Linked DNA regions of Sus scrofa: region 2 is linked to region 1. The links are chromatin contacts, called in public promoter capture Hi-C maps. All regions are on one chromosome and are shown on one strand. The core of a region is the stretch at or near the end of the contact, and the rest is flanking DNA. Distances in the headings are between cores, read along the strand shown.

Evidence for each region. Promoter capture Hi-C pulls out the DNA fragments that hold promoters and counts their contacts.
Region 2: a promoter capture Hi-C map of fetal liver shows a contact between it and region 1, with 2.3 times the contacts expected there. The contact joins the promoter of RSBN1 here to the promoter of OLFML3 in region 1. A contact is called at or near these places in 1 of 5 promoter capture datasets (fetal liver) and 1 of 2 datasets of contacts at active chromatin or transcription factors (alveolar macrophages).

The regions. Positions count from the first base shown.
Region 1 is chr4:106,568,645-106,573,347 of Sscrofa11.1, forward strand. OLFML3 (olfactomedin-like protein 3) reads right to left here and starts at 2,442. Exons shown (of 3, transcript XM_021090022.1): 1 at 956-2,442; 2 at 1-605. The coding sequence starts at 182. HIPK1 (homeodomain-interacting protein kinase 1) reads right to left here. Exons shown (of 16, transcript XM_021090012.1): 16 at 2,765-4,703. The region is part of intron 2 of LOC102157897 (a long non-coding RNA gene); the gene reads left to right.
Region 2 is chr4:106,755,974-106,760,676 of Sscrofa11.1, forward strand. It overlaps RSBN1 (round spermatid basic protein 1), which reads left to right and starts at 2,873. Exons shown (of 7, transcript XM_021090720.1): 1 at 2,873-3,761. The coding sequence starts at 3,077. PTPN22 (tyrosine-protein phosphatase non-receptor type 22) reads left to right here. Exons shown (of 21, transcript XM_021090719.1): 21 at 1,009-2,128. The coding sequence ends at 1,073.

The DNA of each region.
Region 1 (4,703 bases), core at 1,192-3,691:
TTGCCTTTGGTCCCAGGGCCTCCGGTCACCTTCTCATCAACCTCCACACAGGGTGAGGCTGGGTTCTGGGTCTCCAGATAGTCCACCTCCCGCTCCAGACGGTCCACTCTCCCCGCAATGGTGTCAGCCTCAGTTCTCAGCGCCTCCCGCTCCTTCTCGGCCACCTCCAGCAGCGGCAGCATCTTGTTCTTGAAGTCGCGCAGCTCAGCAGCGTGCCGACTACTCTGGTCTTGGCACTGGGCCAGCCGTTCCTGAAGGGACGACGGGGTAGCAGGAGGGAGGGCTGAAGGGTTACAGCTCCCAGGCAGGGAGAGGCCCAACCAGGGAGTTGGGAACAGGGAAAAGTACAAACTCAGCCAGGCATCAACATCCCCTTCAACCCCCACCGAAAGGAAACCAAATGTTCAGAGATGCTAAATGTGCAGAGAGCCCGGCTGAGATTCACCAAGGCCCCGTCTCCACGTCTGTCCTTCAGCCCGCGTTCTGTGAGCAGGGCCACTGAGTCTTCTGAGCCTCTGGGGCAGTCTGAGCGCCTGAGGGTGAGAAGGGGTCTCAGCTCCATTATACAAGCCTCCTCTCAGGAATAGGCTGCTACAGACTTCAAACTGTTGAAAAGGCAGAAAGTTGCAGATTCGCTGAGAACTTCCAACTTTCACAGAATCATCAGCTCAGCCTGAAATGCACCCGCACAACCCTAGCTCTCATTTCTACTCTGTTCCCTTATCCCATCTAACCCCAGGGGTAAAATGCAAAGGTCTCTGCTCTGGAATTGCCCTATGCATGTGGGGGAAGAGGAGGGCTTGCCATTTTGAAGGTCCTCTTATTAAAAGAGGGAGTTTTCTGTAGGTTCTTACAGAGCCCTAACTAGTCATCCCCAGATCCCCGACAAACTGGGCAAATCAACAGAAGCTGTGGAATCCTTCCAGGCGGGGCCAGGAGAGAAGGAGTCACTTACCTCTAAAGCAGCTAGTCGGCGTTCCATGTACTCCACAAGGTGCTGCTGCTGTCCTTGAATGGGTCCCGACCACGACAAAAGGACCAGGATGAGGACAGGAGTGCGGGGCCCCATGGCAGCGGGAGAGCAGGGCCCGGCAGCGTGCAGTCGTGCGGCCAGCCTCCTCCACTCTAGCGGGCGGCGCGGCTAGCTTTGGAGGCGGGCTGGGGGCGGTGCCTCCTCTCTTTCTGGATCTCCCAGTCTCCCTCACTACTCTGGAATGCTTTCAGTCTCCTTACGGGCCGCCACCCCCTCCCTTCCGCCTGGATTGATCAAACACAGATGGCCCTGTTACAGAGAAGCCAGAAGCCTTAACCACCTCCCGCCTGGGCTGGTAGGCTCCCCAGAAGAAGGGAAGGAGATTGGAAACCCCAGGGCAAAGGCCTTCTGGGCAGTCACCAAGGAAAAGATGCTAGCAGCAGGAGGCAGAGGCCCCAGAGAAAACAGCAAACTCTGTTCCTGTTTCAGAATGCTCCCAGTGCTGAATGAAGAAACATCCTTCATTAATTCCTTCCTTTACCGGCAATAAAATAGTGTGAATTGTTTTCTGCCTTTAGTGGAAGCCGGAAGCAGGGGTGATGAGGGTTATGGGGAAGAGATGGGAAAAAAGGCCTTGGAGGTCGTCTGTACTACCTCTTCTAGAGCTCATTGGCGCCACCTTGTGCTAAATAAGCACCTGATGTCATCTCAGGATTAACAGGGAAACCAAGGCTTAGACTTCACCTCTTGAGGAAAATTTTCCACAAAGCAAGCCAAGTAGATTGAATTTACAGGGATTTTCATGATTAAAATGCAGCCTTCCCCATGGGGCTATTCAATTATTTATGAGGGCTATCTCAATCTCTCTCTGATTTAGCCTAAGAGAATGTAATTGAAATAAACAATTATATAAAAAAAAGCCCAAAAATAGGTCATTGAGAAATGAGTAAATTAATTCTTGATTATCTAGACGTGAGACTGACAGCAGAGCTTTTCTATATATAGTCTTCCTTTGCCTGAAATCATCTATGCATATTCTCTTACCAAACTTGGGGAGTGTTGAGTGAGTTCACATTAATTTTACACTCATCTATTTAGGGGGAAAAAAATCAGAAAAACATGTTGAGTCTAAATCAAAATAAATGCATTCTGACTTCCCTACCAATAGGAGAGAAGAGATTATGGATCATTTCTCTTGGTTATGGCCCCAAAGGGCCTTTCTAAATGTTTCTCATTTCCATATCCAAAGTAGGACTGCAGGAGCCAGCCCAAAATGAATTAATGGCCACCGTAAGGTACCCTTGTCCTAAAACACATGCATCAAAAGAATTCAAACAAACACAGCATTTATTCAGAGACCTGCAGTGAATGAAGCTCTAATTCCTTATCAGGAGAAATTTTACTCACTTTAATCAAGAGAAATCTGATCAGATGTCCTTCTCCTCTGGGAAAAAAATAGTATCTTCTTGTGGTTATTCTTATTTTCATTCTGCTACTTTAGATGTCTGGTGGAACATGCTAGGAGGCAAAGTTTAATTACAACCAGTGTGAGAAGTCTGTGCCTCTTTCAGAGGGCCAGATCCAGATGATCTTAAGTTAGGGCCCTGGACGCTCCATTCTTGGGAAGCGTCCTCTACCGACCCCTATTCATTTCTGCGTGGAGATCTGTATGAAGAATGAATTTGCCTCTAACACTCTACTGAGGTTCAGATGCAATGGACCTGGCCATTCCAAAGATGCCTATTACCGACCCTTTGGAACACTTACAACAGAAATCAAAGAGAGCCACTTGAATCAGAAAATTTATCCATTTTATTGATGCATTGCAATTGCTCTACATTTTACCATATTATGTAGAAAATACTGAAAATACAAGCTACTTTGTAAAACTAAAGACAAACATTGAATCCAAAGATAAACTATGTTTTACACAATGGACCCTTTTCCCATAGTTAGTATTAAATTTTAAATATCTATTTCCTTTGTTAAAATGATTATTTTACATACTCCCTAAGTACATCTGCATTACAAACAAAGCTCAGTAATTCTCAGAAACTGTTTCTAGAGGCTTGTTGTAAAAGGAAGCGCACAACCGGAAAAGGGAGAAAGCAAAAAAAGTTTAAATCGCACACAATAACTAGCATATCAAATACATTTAATAAAGTTGGAATTCCATTGCAATATCAAGGGTTCAAAGCAGAAATACTAACAATACATATAATGTACATAAAATGTACTGCTACATGTAGTGAGATTATTTTTCAAGCTGAATCAAAACCACACATTATATAAAGTTTAGCAACAAACAACCATGTAGACATGCTGCACCATCCATCAGTTTAAAAAAAAAAAAAATCGAAATAGGAAGCAGGCTTGGGTCATTCCTGTCACTGAGAGGCAATTTCATTTCCTATCCTAAAATAAATCACCCTAACCAGTGGGTTTTGCATAATAATGCTGAAGAAAACACACACTACTGTGCTTGCCTGGCTCTAGGCAGTCAAGCTCAGCCCCTCTAGTGGAGGACGATGGATGGTCACAACTGTTTAAGTGGAGTTATTCCTGGGCCTGGGGATTTTAGCTGAGCACTGACTGTAGTATCACTTCCTGGAAGCGACTGAAAACTCTGGAATGATCTAGTGTCCTGCTGAGCCTAGAGTGGCTGTACCTAACCCTTCCCACTTCCTCTCTCACCCCGAAGGGGAGAAGTTGGAAATACAAATTCTGAGAGGACCTAAAGCCTTAAGCTGATCTGAGGTCAGGCCACTGTGACCTGGGCCAGATGCTCACTTAATTCCAGGGGCTTCCCCCATCCTGTCAGGGCCAGTAATGTTAAGCCCCAGGGACAGGCTCTAAAGCCACACTGAGCACATATACACAGACATGGGTGGATGTTTTTATCTTGGTAAGTCTGAAATGCCAATTTGCAAACTAAGACTGAAAATGTTTAAAATTCTTAAAGCCACACATTGCTAGTAAGGTGATTAAGGTAACAATACAAGCTCTTGGTATTGTCTTCTCCCTGTGAAGACTCCTATCTTAAGTGGTATCCACTCATTGGACTGGGGGTGGGGAGGGGTGGGTAGGAGTGGAGTGTTTTGTGGTGTTTTTTTTTTTTTTTTTTTTTTTTTTTTCCTGCATCTCATTTCTTACAAAAACAACAAATCTTATCCCTTGTAGAAGAAAGATAAGGAACAAAAAATGTTTCCATCAGAAACTAGATCTGTCTTTGAGCAAGAAAATGAGAATGTGCTTGGCAAAAAGAGACACAAAGATCACACACGCTGACCAGAAAACTATGTAATACTAGTGACAGAAACTATACAAACTGCTTGGGTATCTTGACCAATAATGCTGAAAACACAACTCAATATAATGATAAAAAATATATATAGAAAACGCCGACATGTTCCTGGTCGGCTGTACTGACTATCTGTCCCCTCTTGAAAGCCCTTCCTACTTACAATGAAGATATTCCAAATACCTTGACAGCTCCTCGGTGTTCAACCTGGTACAGAGCTTGCTGACCAGGCTCCATGAAATCTCCCATCTCCATCCTGCACCTCCTTGACACCATCTTTACAAAGAACCAGTCCTAGACTTATCCCTCAAATATATAACTTTCAGTTCAGATGGAACACGTTTAGATCTCAGGGTTAACCTTCTTCCCCTAAATCTTTCACGGGCAGGAACTTCGCCATCCCTAGTGCCCTCTACCTGACCCAGATCC
Region 2 (4,703 bases), core at 1,623-4,122, 190 kb after region 1:
ATACTCCATACAATGGAAATGCTATGTAAATTATTTGCTGATGTGTGGTAAATTCAAATTTTGCTTTTGAGACTTTATGGAAGGATTTTTTGAATGTTTTTGATCCACTGTTGGTGGAATATGCAGATGTGGAAATTGTAGATGCATAATCTGATGATAGGGAGGGCTGACTCTATATATACATATATGAATATTTGAATATTATATATGAAGGTATATACACATATATTCACTCACAAAAAAGAAGGAAGTCCTGTCTTTCTTTTGTGACAACATGGATGGACCGTGGGGGCATTACTCTAAGTGAAATAAATCAGACAGAAAGACAAATACTTTATGTTCTCACTTATATGTGGAATCTAAACAAGCTGAGCTCACAGAAATACAGTGGTGGTTGCCAGGGGCTGGGAGGTGGGGGAAATGGGGAAATGTTGGTCAAGGGGTACAAACTTCCAGATATAAGAAGAATAAGTTCTGAAGATGTAATATACAGCATGGTAACTATAATTAACAGTTCTGTATTATATACTTGAAAGCTGTTAGAAGAATCTGAAATGTAATCACCTCACACACTAAACGGCAATTATGTGAGGGGATGGAGGTGTTAACTAACCTTAATGGGGTAATCATTTTGCAATACATACATGTAGCACCTTAAACTCATATATGTCACGTGTGAACATACATATGTCAATAATATGTCAACAAATTTGGGAAAAAAGCCTATTACATGCTGAAATAGCAAAGGCTGTTATAACCAGGGTTCTTTCATCTATTACCATTATTAAATTTGTAAGTGTTCTACAATTTTAAAATGTTATTAGTATTGTTATCATTTAAATATTAACCTATTAGAATGCCTTTACAATCTATTACTAACTTAATCAAAGATGCGTCTAAACTTTTGGAAAAAACTCCATGTATTTGCATGTATAATACACACTAAAATCCAAGTGATAATTTCTATATAAGAAATCTTTTTTCATTCAATTTTGTTTTTGTTCCCAGGTTTTGCAAATCGTTTTTCAAAACCCAAAGGACCAAGGAAACCACCATCAACTTGGAATCTTTAACACAACTTTGGAATATAGACTGGAACTGAATATGCAAATAAAACTACTAGAATACTGCTAGCTAAAATAAATGATCTATATTCATAATATCAACAATGAAGATATGGAATGTGTTAGTTTTTAAAAGAAAAGCAATATGCAAATAAGTGCCAGAAGTTTTACATTTTCATCTCATTTACATTGGGTTGGGAAAGTGCAAATAAGAGTTTGTCACTTGAGCTATGTATAAAGAATGCTGTATAAGAAAGTTTTAGAATGGACTTATTTTCCATTTTTGGAAGTTATTTTTATTTTACTTTACTTTTCTACCTAAATAGAAACTAAAAGACTTGTAAGAATTGGATCTCAATTAAATGTCGGATACTGCCAGAAATGACTATAAATAGCGTTTTGAAAAAATCTTACTTTGTGGTTACAGTACAAAATTACTGCTTGTGACAATGACTATTCTCTGGGAGTTATTTTTGCCTAAATGGAGTATACATCTTTCTAAATGTTGTGGGAAATAAAGAGTAGTAAGAAAAGAAGTTATATTTAAGAGAATAAAATATGTGTGTAATGCCAGTAATCAATCTTTTATATGGATACACCAAATAACAAGAGTTCAGTTACATTTCTGATGAGTTTTAGGTGAAATTATTCAATTACTAAATCTAGAAGAATAATCAACAAAGTAGCTATCTTTTGATAGCATTTTTTTTTTCATCTCAAAAGTCCTATATAAATAAACATGGACAATTTATATTCAGCTCATCAGAGGTACTACTACTTAAATTTTTTTTTCTATGTGAATATGGCTCTGTGTTAAGAAAGTTTATCTAATTTTATGTAACAAATAAATTAGCAGGTAATAATTAAGCATTCTGCTGAATTCCCCTCAACGATTTCATTTAAAATTTTTATAAACTCTCTAAAAATCAAATACTTAAGACAGTATTTGTTCTTCAATATTTTTCATTAGCAATCCCAACGAAGGCACACATTGGATGAAATATTACCTGTTTATTGTGTAATGTATACAACAGGTGCTCAATAAACTTCTGTTTTTAAACTAACTTTAGTGTTCGTTGAGTTGAATCCTTCTTGAGGCACTAGAGGTACCAAACCACAGTGATTTTATCTGAGTACTTTATTGTAATCTATTACTTCCGAATATCTTTATCAAGGAGATAAAATCCTAACGCGATGGCGAAATTGTAAATAAATTTCTGTCCAGAAACCTTGGGGAGCAGTGACGATTTCTGGAGTGTTCTCTGGGAGGCACACTTCTCAAGTTTATGCAACCTTATACTTAAACGATTTGAAAAAACCTTAAATTCCTAAACACGCTTTTCCATCTAGAATTTTTTCTTAACTGTAGAGATGGACTCGACCCTTCCAAGCACTAGCTGGGATGGGGCTCGACCGCGAGCTGGGGCGGCGCTCATCAGTCTCTCAAGCAGTTCTTGCACCTGCCTCGTCGCGCCTCTACTTGTAACCATAGCAATCGGTGGCTAGGAAGAGGTTCAAAAATGTCTGATTTGCAGTTCCGCTCTATTTTAAAGCAAAATCGCCCTCAGAGCACATTACTAAGTGCCCCTTTCCTCCGCATCTCAACGCTTGTCCAAGGGTAAAAGGCCGGAGATTCTTTTACCTCACAAAGGTTATGGAAGGAAGAGGAAATTTAAAAGTAACTATGGAGACACCTCCTCTGTGTTAAACGACGAAGGGGCAAACGGAGACGATAATGGGAACGCGCCGACAGACTCCGAAAGCCATTAACATTGTTTCGGCCGTTAAGGCGGGGCTTGGCGGTTGCGTCGCATCCCGAAGCGTGACTCGGCGCACGCTCTCTTTCTGCTCCTCCGCTTGCCGAGCCAGCGACGCGGAGGGGGCGCGGGGGAACTACCGCTCCCGTGAGGCTCTGCGCGGCCCAGGGTGCTTTACAATAGAGCTGGGTCGGCGGGGCCTGCGGAGAAGAGCTGGGAAGTGCCGCTTCCGGCTTGTTCAGCTCTGGACGAAGAATGGCCGAGAAGTGGAGGGTGGGGGAGAGACTCCAATGCCCAGCGGGCCGTGCGCGGGCGGCGCCTGCGCGGTACGCGGACGGGGGGGCGGTCGGGCCATTTAAATGTGTGTTTGTGGGTGAAATGGCTGCGCAGGTCGGAGCGGTGCGCGTAGTACGGGCGGTGGCGGCGCAGGAGGAGCCGGACAAAGAGGGGAAGGAGAAGCCCCATGCTGGGGTCTCGCCACGGGGAGTGAAGCGGCAACGTCGAGCGAGCAGTGGGGGGTCTCAGGAGAAGCGGGGGCGGCCGAGCCAGGACCCCCCTCTCGCTCCCCCTCACCGGCGCCGTCGCAGCCGCCAACATCCCGGGCCGCTGCCGCCAACGAATGCCGCCCCAACTGTCCCAGGCCCTGTTGAGCCTCTGCTCCTGCCGCCTCCGCCGCCACCTTCGCTGGCACCCGCCGGGCCCGCTGTCGCTGCCCCGCTCCCCGCTCCGGGCACCTCGGCCCTCTTCACCTTCTCGCCGCTGACGGTGAGCGCGGCCGGGCCCAAGCATAAGGGCCACAAGGAGCGGCACAAGCACCATCACCACCGCGGCTCTGATGGTGATCCCAGCTCCTGCGTTCCGGGAGAGCTCAAGCACAAGGACAAGCAGGAAAACGGCGAGAGGACTGGAGGGGTGCCTCTAATCAAGGCCCCCAAGAGAGGTGAGAGGGGGCGATGTGCCCCGAGCTTGAGTTCCATCTAGGTCTCCTCTCTCTGTTGCGATATCCCGCCCCTTTAGCCCTGAAAGACGCCACCCCCCTGCTTACCTCCTGCTGCTCTACTCCCTTGAGCCTGCTGGGGTGGACCCTGGATTTCAAACCGTTGACATAGTCTGACCTACTTGGGGCTCCTCGTTTCGAGGCCGAGCTGTCAGTTAGTAACCCTCTTGTCCCCTCCCGAGCCCTTACCAACGTTTGTTTTCAAATTCGCCAGGCTTTCCGCGCCGCGCGGTCCTTGGCGTGGGATTAGTGGGTTATTAAAAACTGCCTGTCTAAAGTAAAGGTTTGTCGCTGAAATCCTTTTTTCCCGTTTTCCTTGATGGGAAGCTTTAATATTCCCTCTCTTCTGCTCCAAAATATTTACGAGTGTGGTTTGGGGCTTTAATGAGTTTAAATTTTTACGGAGATCAATTCGACTCACTGGTTTTCTTAGCTTCTGCAAGGTGATATATCAGATGCAGTTTATCTTGGTTGGTTTTTTACTTGGAGGTAAAAAAATCATTTTTAATCTTTATGTGCAAGCTTAATTTTCAGAAAAGTAGTGGGGGAGGTTTCCTCTCCTTGATCCTAGACTATTGGCCCAACCGTACCTCTGAAAAGTGGCAGTGTTCAGTAGTTGCATTTTAATCTGTCTGGCACAGCAAATTGAGAGTTTATTTATTTCCAGCAATCCTCTCTAGAGTCAAGAATATTTAACCTAGAAAGTGAAGAGTTATCTAAGTGAGTGTGGGTTCCAAAGAAATTAGGTTGACTAAAATTGGGTTTTCCTATTTCCTAGTACCTGTAGCATTTATTTACATTCTCTTTAGCAGAAAAGGCAGGGCGAATAAGAATTTTGATTATGCCCTGTGTTTGTACTTTGTATAAGATTTTATATAATTTGTT